Linked DNA regions of Mus musculus: regions 1 and 3 are each linked to region 2. A link is a contact called in public HiChIP or PLAC-seq data. All regions are on one chromosome and are shown on one strand. The core of a region is the stretch at or near the end of the contact, and the rest is flanking DNA. Distances in the headings are between cores, read along the strand shown. Region 1 has its middle 58 kb from the start of Apob. Region 2 overlaps Gm33037 (a long non-coding RNA gene). Region 3 overlaps Ldah (lipid droplet associated hydrolase).

The links. HiChIP or PLAC-seq counts read pairs in DNA pulled down with a chosen protein or histone mark.
Region 1: a contact with region 2 is called in an HNF4G HiChIP or PLAC-seq map of pancreatic cancer cells. The contact joins two enhancer-like sites. A contact is called at or near these places in 1 of 15 datasets of contacts at CTCF or cohesin (the NIH/3T3 cell line), 1 of 484 Hi-C or Micro-C datasets (pancreatic cancer cells) and 1 of 115 datasets of contacts at active chromatin or transcription factors (pancreatic cancer cells).
Region 3: a contact with region 2 is called in an HNF4G HiChIP or PLAC-seq map of pancreatic cancer cells. The contact joins two enhancer-like sites. A contact is called at or near these places in 1 of 15 datasets of contacts at CTCF or cohesin (the NIH/3T3 cell line), 59 of 484 Hi-C or Micro-C datasets (3T3-L1-derived adipocytes, the BV-2 cell line, the C2C12 cell line and 40 more), 7 of 115 datasets of contacts at active chromatin or transcription factors (embryonic stem cells, heart atrium, hepatocytes and 2 more) and 3 of 9 other capture datasets (adipose tissue, embryonic stem cells and pancreatic islet).

Annotation. Positions count from the first base shown.
Region 1 is chr12:7,917,628-7,920,814 of GRCm38.p6, reverse strand. No RefSeq gene overlaps it. Among named protein-coding and RNA genes, the nearest start is that of Apob, 58 kb to the left of the region's middle. RefSeq lists an enhancer at 403-1,094. Within about 2 kb of position 1,599, at least 33 of the 459 cell types and tissues checked have an H3K27ac peak or open chromatin away from gene starts, as enhancers often do. A contact at or near this core is called in the NIH/3T3 cell line and pancreatic cancer cells, where this site is marked.
Region 2 is chr12:8,069,173-8,072,472 of GRCm38.p6, reverse strand. All of the region lies in intron 2 of Gm33037 (a long non-coding RNA gene), which reads left to right. Among named protein-coding and RNA genes, the nearest start is that of Apob, 93 kb to the right of the region's middle. Within about 2 kb of position 1,507, at least 36 of the 459 cell types and tissues checked have an H3K27ac peak or open chromatin away from gene starts, as enhancers often do. A contact at or near this core is called in the NIH/3T3 cell line and pancreatic cancer cells, where this site is marked.
Region 3 is chr12:8,221,788-8,225,075 of GRCm38.p6, reverse strand. All of the region lies in intron 2 of Ldah (lipid droplet associated hydrolase), which reads right to left. Among named protein-coding and RNA genes, the nearest start is that of Gm33037, 15 kb to the right of the region's middle. Within about 2 kb of position 1,830, at least 19 of the 459 cell types and tissues checked have an H3K27ac peak or open chromatin away from gene starts, as enhancers often do. A contact at or near this core is called in pancreatic cancer cells, where this site is marked.

The sequences.
Region 1 (3,187 bases), core at 350-2,849, 150 kb after region 2:
GAAGTAACACTCTGGCATTGAAACTTTTGCCTACTTTAAAGTCATATGACTCCATGAAATATCTAAGTTCATCATCATTTTATTTATTGATTGATATTTTTATTAATTTATTTTCTCATAAATTACATTCTGGCTGTAGCTTCAGCTTCATCTTCTCCCGTCTTTCCCTAAACCCACTCCCCATGCATTCCTCTTTTTTTTTTTTTTTCCCAGAAAAGGTCAGGTTTGTTGATTTCTGTGGGTTTTCTCAAACATACTTGGCCAAAAAAATTTCTTCCTAATGTTATTCTACTATTCTGTAGACAGAAGTCTGGTATAATGATCGTTAGAGAGGCTCTATCCAGTAGCTGATTGAAGCAGATGCAGAGACCCATAGTCAAGCATTAGTGAATACAATGAATCCTGCAGAAAGGGAGGAAGGATTGTAGGAGTCAAACTTGTCAAGGTCACCATCATTTTAAATGATGGGCTTTGGAAAGATTTTGGATTCTAATTGGGTCATTTAAAACCTAAGTTTTGGAGTCTGAACACTCCAGTAATCTCTACTTGAGGGGCCAAAACTGAAGACAGACATACCTATGGGACAGAGGCAAACAGCTTGGGTACTGGTTTCTGCTGCTTCCATTAATTTGCTCTGTGTGACTAAGCAAAATGCTCTTTGTCCTGTGTTCAGAGTCAGAGACATCACTGCCACGCTGCACACAGATTTATAACTCTGGCCAAAGGTTTCAGCAAATACAGATTTCTTCAGTCTGAAGTCCACCAGTGTCTGTGCTCTCTGAAACTAAACCAGAACATTTTTTTAATCTAAATTTCTCTCACCTCAGAACCTTGGGTGACGGGACTAAGAGCTGCCCAAGAACTTATAGCATTGGTGATAATGTCTGCTATTGCCCTGGAGTTACCCTTGGCTTTTATTTATCAGTCTCTTTTCAAACTGAGATAGTGTCAACAGGGACACAGACAGACCAGAACAAAGGAACAGTGCCCTTTACAGTGCTTCCTGAGTGTAAATGGAAAGATTATAACTCAAGGAATTGTTGAAAATGAGCCTTTTGTCTAGAGCATTTATTATGCTACAATTGGCAAAGCTTTTTTTTTTTTTAAAGAGAAAGAATGAGTTAAAGCAAACACAAAATCAGAACAGACCCCGGGGAGTCTGTGGATTTCATATAATGATCCAGGTACATGCTTGATATATTAATCATAATCTTCCATGACTGTATTGCCGTGTCTCTCCAGCCCAACTCCTCCCATAAAGATAGGGAACAGGGAAGGGACATGACCTATTCAGGCCCCTGTGGGTATCCCTGAAACATTTGTTTCTTTAGCATCTAACACAAACATGACTGGAGTAATAGTTTGCTCTCATCCTTGTGCCTGTTTGAAGGGATATGATGACTGTATGAAGTCCATATGACAATAGCATTTGAAAAGTATCTTACTGGAAGTCAGTACAATGATGGCATCTCCACTTTCTTGATGAATTCTATGTAAGGCATCTGGTTTGGAGACTAGTCTCCGCATTAGTGCGACTTAGTAATAGAAGGCATTTTTTTTTTAACCACAAGGTCTTGAATCAAAGTCCAGGAATGGGGTTAATCTTTGTGTTGCTTTGTCTGGGAAGGAGCCAATTGACCCAGGGAGCACCTGAAAATGAAACACCATCCACCCAGATGGGAAAATATTTCTGCCCATTCCTATAAACTTTGATAAGACACTGTTGATAAGCAGAAGTCACATGAATGGCAGCAAGTTTCACTTCCTTGGAAGGAAGTTCACTGTCTAGTGAGAGCCTGAAATCAGAGACTTGAATGTAGAAGTTGAAGGATTATGGAAGGACACATGCAGAGTGCTCTCAGTCCTTCTAATGTCGCCAGCCAGGGAGAACCAGGACTGCCATTAGATAGAACAAAGTCAGTGTATTGTCAACACAACTTGCCTTTAGACATCGAAGAAATCCAGAGAGAGCACAGTCAACACAGCTTGTCTGACGGTGATGGAAGCTTTCCAAATAAATTGAACTCATTTTAGACATGTTCCAAGCAACTTAGCTCTCTACCTAGCCTCTCAGCATTCATCTGTATCCTAGATAAATGGAAGGAGGGCTGGAAAAGAGGCTCCTTAGACATAGCTTAGTGCTTCAGTTTTGTCGTTTTTAATTATAGTCATGGAAGTGTAGTATGACTAGTCAGTGAATGTCTAATATAATCTACAGTGATCTAACCAGAAAAACACATTTCCATCTGTTTCTGACACATCACTGGGAACCTTCCAATGCCTTTCTTCTAGTGCTTTAGAAAATCCTTAAGTTACTGTCAACTACAGGGTGTTGCTGTTTCAAACCTATGTAACACAGAGCAGTTTCCTGATCTGACATTTTCCACTGTTTTCTTTTACAAGTCAGTTCTTTCTTGTCTCCAAAATAAGTTTCTGCTTGTCTCAGGCAATTCAACACCATTTCTTTCTAGCCACTTAAATTCTTTAATTTCATGAGATACATATGTGTGTATGTATACACATTATACACACACACACACACATTTTATGTCTGCTTGACATAAAACACATTATGTAGACTAGGGTGGTTTTGGACTCAAAATCCAGCCTCCCATCTTCATGATAGGATTAAAGGCCTGTGTCACTACACCTAGCCCATAAGGACTTTTGATACTTTCTTTGGTTTACATGATATGATATTTTACTTCATTTGTCCCTGACTTCTCCTTTCCATTTACTTGATGATGTCTTGAACATCCATGAGCAAAAACCGTGAACCTTTGTGTTTCTTTTGATATGAGCCCTCCCTTTACACTCAAAAGCCCTGAAGGATATTCATTTCTTAAAAAGCTGACCTGGTCTGTTAGTGCTTTTACAAGTGGAGAATGGGTTCAGATACTGCAGGGAGAGCTCATGATCCTAAAATCACAGACATCTAACCCTGCCCAGGTTGGTTATACTCCTTGATTCATTACCCAGGCCAATCTGACCAGCTTGCCTTATGACAGAGTGAGGGTAGATGTTGGAAATGACTTTTCTTATTAATCTTTTCCTTAAGGAAGTGATCATGTGACCATTATTCTGGAGGAGGAGGGTTTAAGAGGTGGTAAGAATCAGGTATTGCAAGAATAGGTCCTGTCGGTGTGGATTGGGGTCACTCCAAAGACATCTTTCACATGTATGAACT
Region 2 (3,300 bases), core at 258-2,757:
TCTGTGTTCATTACCATTTTATCTATTGCACTGTCTGTTCCTATGGCCAAAATAAAATTTATGTGATTTTTGTTCATTGTTTCCTCATTCCATCTCCCTTTCCTAATCGTCCCTAGCAGCCCCAATACACAGTTGCACTGGCTGTGTACTAGAAAGCTCCTTGGATACTGCTGATGTTATAATTTATATAGCTGAAAGTTAGCACAGAATTGGACTTGCAGCCTTGCAACTATCCGTCTTGTGGTCACAATTTACATAGGCAATTCTAATTCTTCTGTATAATTAATGACTCATATGTTATATCCTGGAGCCACATGGAAAGGTTTTTCGGGTTACCTGCTGTTCTGTATTATCCATGCTTAAATCTTACACTAATGCATGTGATTAAGAGTTACTTCTGCTTTGTCAGTTGAACCAAATTGAGAGGGTAGGAGGGAAATGTTAGCTCCACATTGCACATTGACGGGTGTGGATGTGTGTGTGTGTGTGTGTGTGTGTGTGTGTGTGTGTGTGTGTGTCTGTCTGTCTGTCTCTGTCTGTCTGTGTGTGTGTGTGTGTCTGTTTGACTCTGTCTCTGCATATGTGTGTGTGTATATGTGTCTGTCTGTTTGTCTGTCTGTCTGTCTGTCTGTCTCTGTCTCTGTCTCTGTCTCTGTGTGTGTGTGTTATTGTGATACCACTGGGGCCAAGGAGGTCAGGATGGTAAGGACTGGTTCTGAGAGGGATCTATGCATTTAAAATATTTTATCTGCGAAGTTATTGGTATTTGGGTAAACTGCAGAGAAAACTTTTGTCCATATGGGAAAAATATTTGAGAGAGGCTTTTTTTAATTGCCCTGGGGCCCATCAGCTCTGTAGCCAGCAGGTTTGAGTGGAGTTTTTCCTGCAGTGAAGCTGTTAGCACACTGTCAGTTCAGGACAATCAGGACCAGTCTCAGCCTTCTGCGGTAGAAGCAGGAACCACGAAGGAATTGCTTTATGTGACACTGACTACTGGATAGACCTGCTTAAAGCCTGTCAATCAAAGACATCTCTTCAGAACTGGATCAAGGGAGGTCAAGGCGAAAGAATGTTTTAGGATTTTCTCTGTTAAAGAGGGTTGGCCGTGCCTAGGGCCAAGTGTGCAGTGGTAGAGGAAACTGAGAATTTTATGGTGTCTTCTGCCTTGCTGCTCTGGGTTCAAGCCTGTTTCAGCTCTACATATTTCCTGTGGGTTCTGTAGACTATCCAAGTCCTACTTTTCCTAACAGCCCATCTCTACTTAGATCTATCAGTGTTGACTTCTGTCTTATGTGACTAAGGGTCCTGAGAGGACTTCTCTCTCTTTATGGTCACTGTGACCCTTTCTGGAAAGCAAATAAACCGTCTCCCTGGTGGAGGGGAGAGAGGAAGCCTTTATTTTTGATCCCTGTTTGCCCATTTCCTTGGCATAAATACTTTCACCCACAGGCAATTATGAAATGCCAACTCCTTAACTCAGACCTTACAACATTCCTGAGCACGTATTCATTGGAAGCGATCCCAGACAGCTCCAGCACTGCCACTGCGTCTTGCAATCCGGAGGCTCAGCACAGGGCAAGAAGGGTGTTGCTGGAATATGACTTTTACAATTAAGGTTACACCTTTACAGAACGGATTGTATAGCATCCAGAGAGACAAGGTGAACAAAATCTAGTTGGTGAACATGGGAATTAGAGTTGAGGCCGGGGCCCAACACTGTGCAATAAATCACTGTGAGCCTCTTTCCTCTATGGGAAGGGGTATGTGTTAGCTTCTATGCTCTTTACACTTAACAGAAACAGCTTAGGGGAGGGAGACAGGATTTGTTTTGGCTCATGGTTTCAAACATTTCCCTCCATTCATCTATCCATCCATCTATTCTTGCTTGGTCTCCTGTACCTGAGCAGGATGCTATAGTCATGGGAGTGTATAGTGGAAAGAAGATACCTGCTGCATGACTAACCAGAAATAAGAGAGATGGAAATGCTTTTCCTTGCCTGCCTTTCTCCTTTCTTCTTTTATTTCTTCTGGACTCTAGCCTCTGAGATGGTATTGTCCACACTCAGGGAAGGTCTTCCCTGGAAGCAATCTCATAGACAAATCTAGGGCCATATGTTATCAGTCTCCTGGGTGACTTCAAATCTAGACAAGTTGACAATGAAAACTAATTATTACAGTTTTGACTATAAACCCTGATTATCTTTGTTTTGACTCTAAACCCTGATTATTAGGATGGCACCTGCCGTGGTAATGTCGTAAAGTCCTTCTGATAAGCAGGCCCTCTGTGTGAAAGCCACGGGAAGATAGTTCTGCAGGGAAAGCTGGAGCCGAGGGACCGATTCTCAGGGGAGCATCTCACAGTACACGCTTGGAAGCATTGGCGCAGGAAAGGTCTGCTGTGTGTCTGTGCAGTGTGCATGCTGTGGTGGAATTGGACCCTGGGGGCTTTCAGCTCTGTGTGGCTCCAGGCATGTGTCTTAGATTACTGGTCCTCAGCGGGTGAGCAGACAGCAAAACCCCGTGTTAGAGGACATGACAAGGATTTGAATGTTTAATAAGAAAAGGATGGTCAAAACATGCTACAAGAAATCCACAAAATGTCACTGGCATCAACTGTCTTGTTCCCTCTGGCGTGTGTTGACAGGGTTTTGTAAATAGTCTGATTAATCCATGGCCTCTTGTGACCTAGAAATTCACAATTGGGATTTGGTTTGTTCCCGGGACTTAACATGTTGGCCAGTCAAAGGGGGCACATGATGATTTCCTGGCCTTAACAACAGAAAAACCTTGAAAATAGCTTATGGGCTTCCAAGAGCCACTGGCATCCACACGCTAGCAAAGGTCACCCTCCTTGGAGGTCTGAGATACCTGGTATTCTATGACGTGTGGGGTTTCAGGCATTCTAGTTGGAGAGTCTATAATTAATTAGGACAGAGCAAGCATCAAGTGCCAAAGCGATGCCACCTGACCACTCAAGGGACTCAGATGTACCCTTCAACTTCTTTCTCTCCTTGGCCTCTAAAAGCATCCCATTGGTGTCAAACCATAAAGCACTAGGGGCAGGAATAGAGAGGTCTTCACCAGCAGCCTTTTGTGTATGAGCCCTGTTAGTCCAATCACTCTGAATTCAAAACAAAAGACTGTGTCTTAGCTCACTTTTGCTAGAACCACAAGGTGTCTCAGACTCTTGGTTCAGATTCATTCCTCACATGAGCCCCACTGACATCTATCAGTGAGTTCTAAAGGGTCAAAGGGCAGCTGATGCTATCTCAATCATCCCAAGCGGCTGAGTGAAGTCTG
Region 3 (3,288 bases), core at 581-3,080, 150 kb before region 2:
GGATTCCAAAGCCTGGCTGCACAGCGTGGAGGGGGAGACAACCTAGTCAGCATCTTGAGACTACAGTAAGAAATCTGCCTTTTAGTCGAAGAAACACAGGGGTGGTTAAGAGTTAAGGCATGATTAGGTTTCAATCATTTTTTTATTATAAGAATAATTAGAAAACATTATGATTTTGGTAATATACATAACACATAAAATAGGTAACTTCCTATAAAGATACAAAACACCACAGCTTATTCAAGAAGACTTCAATAATCTCAATGGTCCCACTAAGAACTAAAGAAAGTCAAGCTTAAAGATTAAAGATCTCATGAACAAATCCAGACCTACACGGCTTCACCTTTAAATGCTGTCAAATATTTGAAAGGGAAAAATACTATCAAGTTTATAGGTATTCTTCAAGATAACACACAAGGAAGAAATAGTTATCAACTCGTTATGTGAGGTGTATATCACCCTCATACCAAAAGCAGATGTGACTTCTAGAAAAACAGAACTACAAGTCAGTATTCCAATGAATACACATGAAAAATTCGAATCTAAAGGCTAGCAAATTGGATCCATTAAGATGTTTTAAAAAGTACATTATGTACATTATGACTAAACAGAGGTGACTGTAGATGACAGGATTCATTTAACATTACAAATAGATTTTACTTATCATGTTTATAAGCTGAATGAGTCACATACTCATCTTGGAGTAAAATTGGAACTTACAGTTTGTCAGGAGTGTATTTAGTAATAATATAGGTACAATTTTAAACATACTGACCATGAAACACTGAATCAGAATGCCTACCCTCGATATACAGTCTTTACACATAGTGACACTAGTCTCTTTCCATTAATGTCTACTTGGCTTTGTATTTACCCTCTCTTTCACCTTTAAGTCAGGGTTTCTCACACTCTAGAACATCCTGGCCTGGTATTTACCATGAATCCAGGGCTGTCCTCGAACTCCAAGCAATCCTCTTGGCTCAGCCTGTCAAGTGCTGGGATCATAGTCATGTGCCACCACGCTGACCATTTCTCCACCAAATTTATCTACCTCTGTGTAGGGAAGGTTCTCTCCTCTCAGCTGGTGTGGTGCTGGGGTCCACTTACCACCATCTTCATATTTCACTGCGCCTATCTCGGAGGACTGGGCAGGTCTGACCTCTTTACCCTTGTTCTTAGCAACCTTCTGAAAATGAAGGTTCTATACAACCACGGATGGACAGCGTTTAGAGAGCAACACACAGTGCAACACAAGGAGGCTGCTGAAGATAGCACACCTGGAGAGGCCACAGAACTCCAGATGCCTTCCCCTGTAAACACGCACCCCAACTTTCATGACAGTTCATGTAGATGAGCTCCCAAAGACAGGGTAATGGAATGCCACCAACTAAGGAGCACAACAAGCCTAGGCGTCTCTGGAATCTCACAGAAATGACTGAGGCCACAGAGGAAAGAGACCATGGGACCAGGAATGTGTCCCACTTCCCTCCATCTGCAGTGCACCTGGCAACAGCTTCCTCTACTTCCTCGGCACACAGGAAGCATAGCTTCCCTGTGGGCTCTCTGCCCCTTGAACCTTTTCAGTAGAGCTCTCACTACTCTGTAACACCTCACACACCTCAGTGGCAGAGGCGATTGTTTTGGTCTTTGCAGACTACACAGAAGAGACAGTAAGTGAAGCGAGTCCCTAGGTGGGGCATTCAGTGGGCAGCACCTCACTCAGCTACTTCACAGACCTTAGGACTTACTTGCCAATGCCATCCTAACCCTTCTCAGCCACTCATGTATGCCCTGAGAAGCGGGATACCTAAGTGACACTCCTCTTGTCATGCCCATGTTAAGTGATTGCGAAATCCAGCTGGGCTGAGTCACTACCTCTGCCCCATAATTCATCACAGTTATCAAATCCAAAAGGACTTATTTGCATTAAGTTTAAGCAGCAAATTCCTCTTTTACGCATGACTGTGACACCCCCAGCGTTTCTGCATCAGAAGTCAATGGCAGGGCAAAGGGACCTGTGTCCTCAGGCGCTGATTCCCATGCAGGCACTACTTGTAAGAACTAGAAGCGTAGGTCCTTTCATTAGCTGGAAGTGGCTAACAGCCTAAGCACCCCTAACTCTGAGGACTCCCCATGAATCTTGGGCCCTTTCACGCTGTACTCCCAATATGTCTGCCATTTCATTGTGAAGCTGATGAAAAATTTATATACTTTTATTTTTTTAATTTAATTCCTTTCATTCAGTATATAGGCTATTCTACTGTCCCCACTCTCCACTAGAGTCACTCTCAGAAAGAAACTTCAACCCTTAATGGGAGACAGCCATGTGGTGGGCAGGGATGATTTCAGTTTCCTCTTAAATCCTTTCATATTTTGTCCATTTCAGTTGCCAAATTTCCCTCCTCCCAGTTTCAGGAAGATACTGTGCTTCCAGTCCATGATCGTGAGTCTATTATTTTCTGTACCCCATCTTCATCAAACCTCTGCTACATGGAGCAGCACCCAATATGCTGATAACTTCAAGCTCTCCCTGCTGGTAGAGTACATCTATTTTTTATTTTATCACATGCTATGAGACCGAGTTTCAAAAAGAATCTTGGGCTGGAGAGATGGCTCAGCAGTTATGATCACTGACTGCTCTTCCAAAGGTCCCGAGTTCAAATCTCAGCAACCGAATGGTGGCTCACAACCATCCATAATTTGAAATCTGATGCCCTCTTCTGGTGTGTCTGAAGACAGCTATAGTGAACTTACATATAATAATAAATAAATCTTAAAAAAAGAGAGATGCTGAGTCCAAGACAGTGTCTTTTTCTCCTTCCATACGTTACACACACTCAGACCACCATGCCACACCCCCAACCTTACACAACTCTTGGATAGGCTGCACTATTTGCAAGATTGCTCCTCTGCACGTCTCAGGAAATAACCGAAGCACTTCACCAACAGTGAGAGAATATCAAGAGTGCAGTGTGAGCTCTAGGAAAGGGATCTAACCTGACACAGAGTAATGAGAAATGTTGACCAATACCTAGCACACGCTGGTCAGCACAAACTGGACTTAGATATTAAGGGAGGGAAAGAAGTTAGGAGTGGATGGGGAGGTGAGAGAGATCTGGGAGGAGAATATGATCAAAACACATTATATAAAATTCTCAAAGAACTAATAAAACTATCATGTTTTAAAAGATAGTGTTTGACTTAAACCTTGCGTTTGAGTCCTGGGACCCATGTGGTGAAAGGAAAGAACTGATTCTTCCATGTTGTCTTCCAACCTCCACGTTAGCA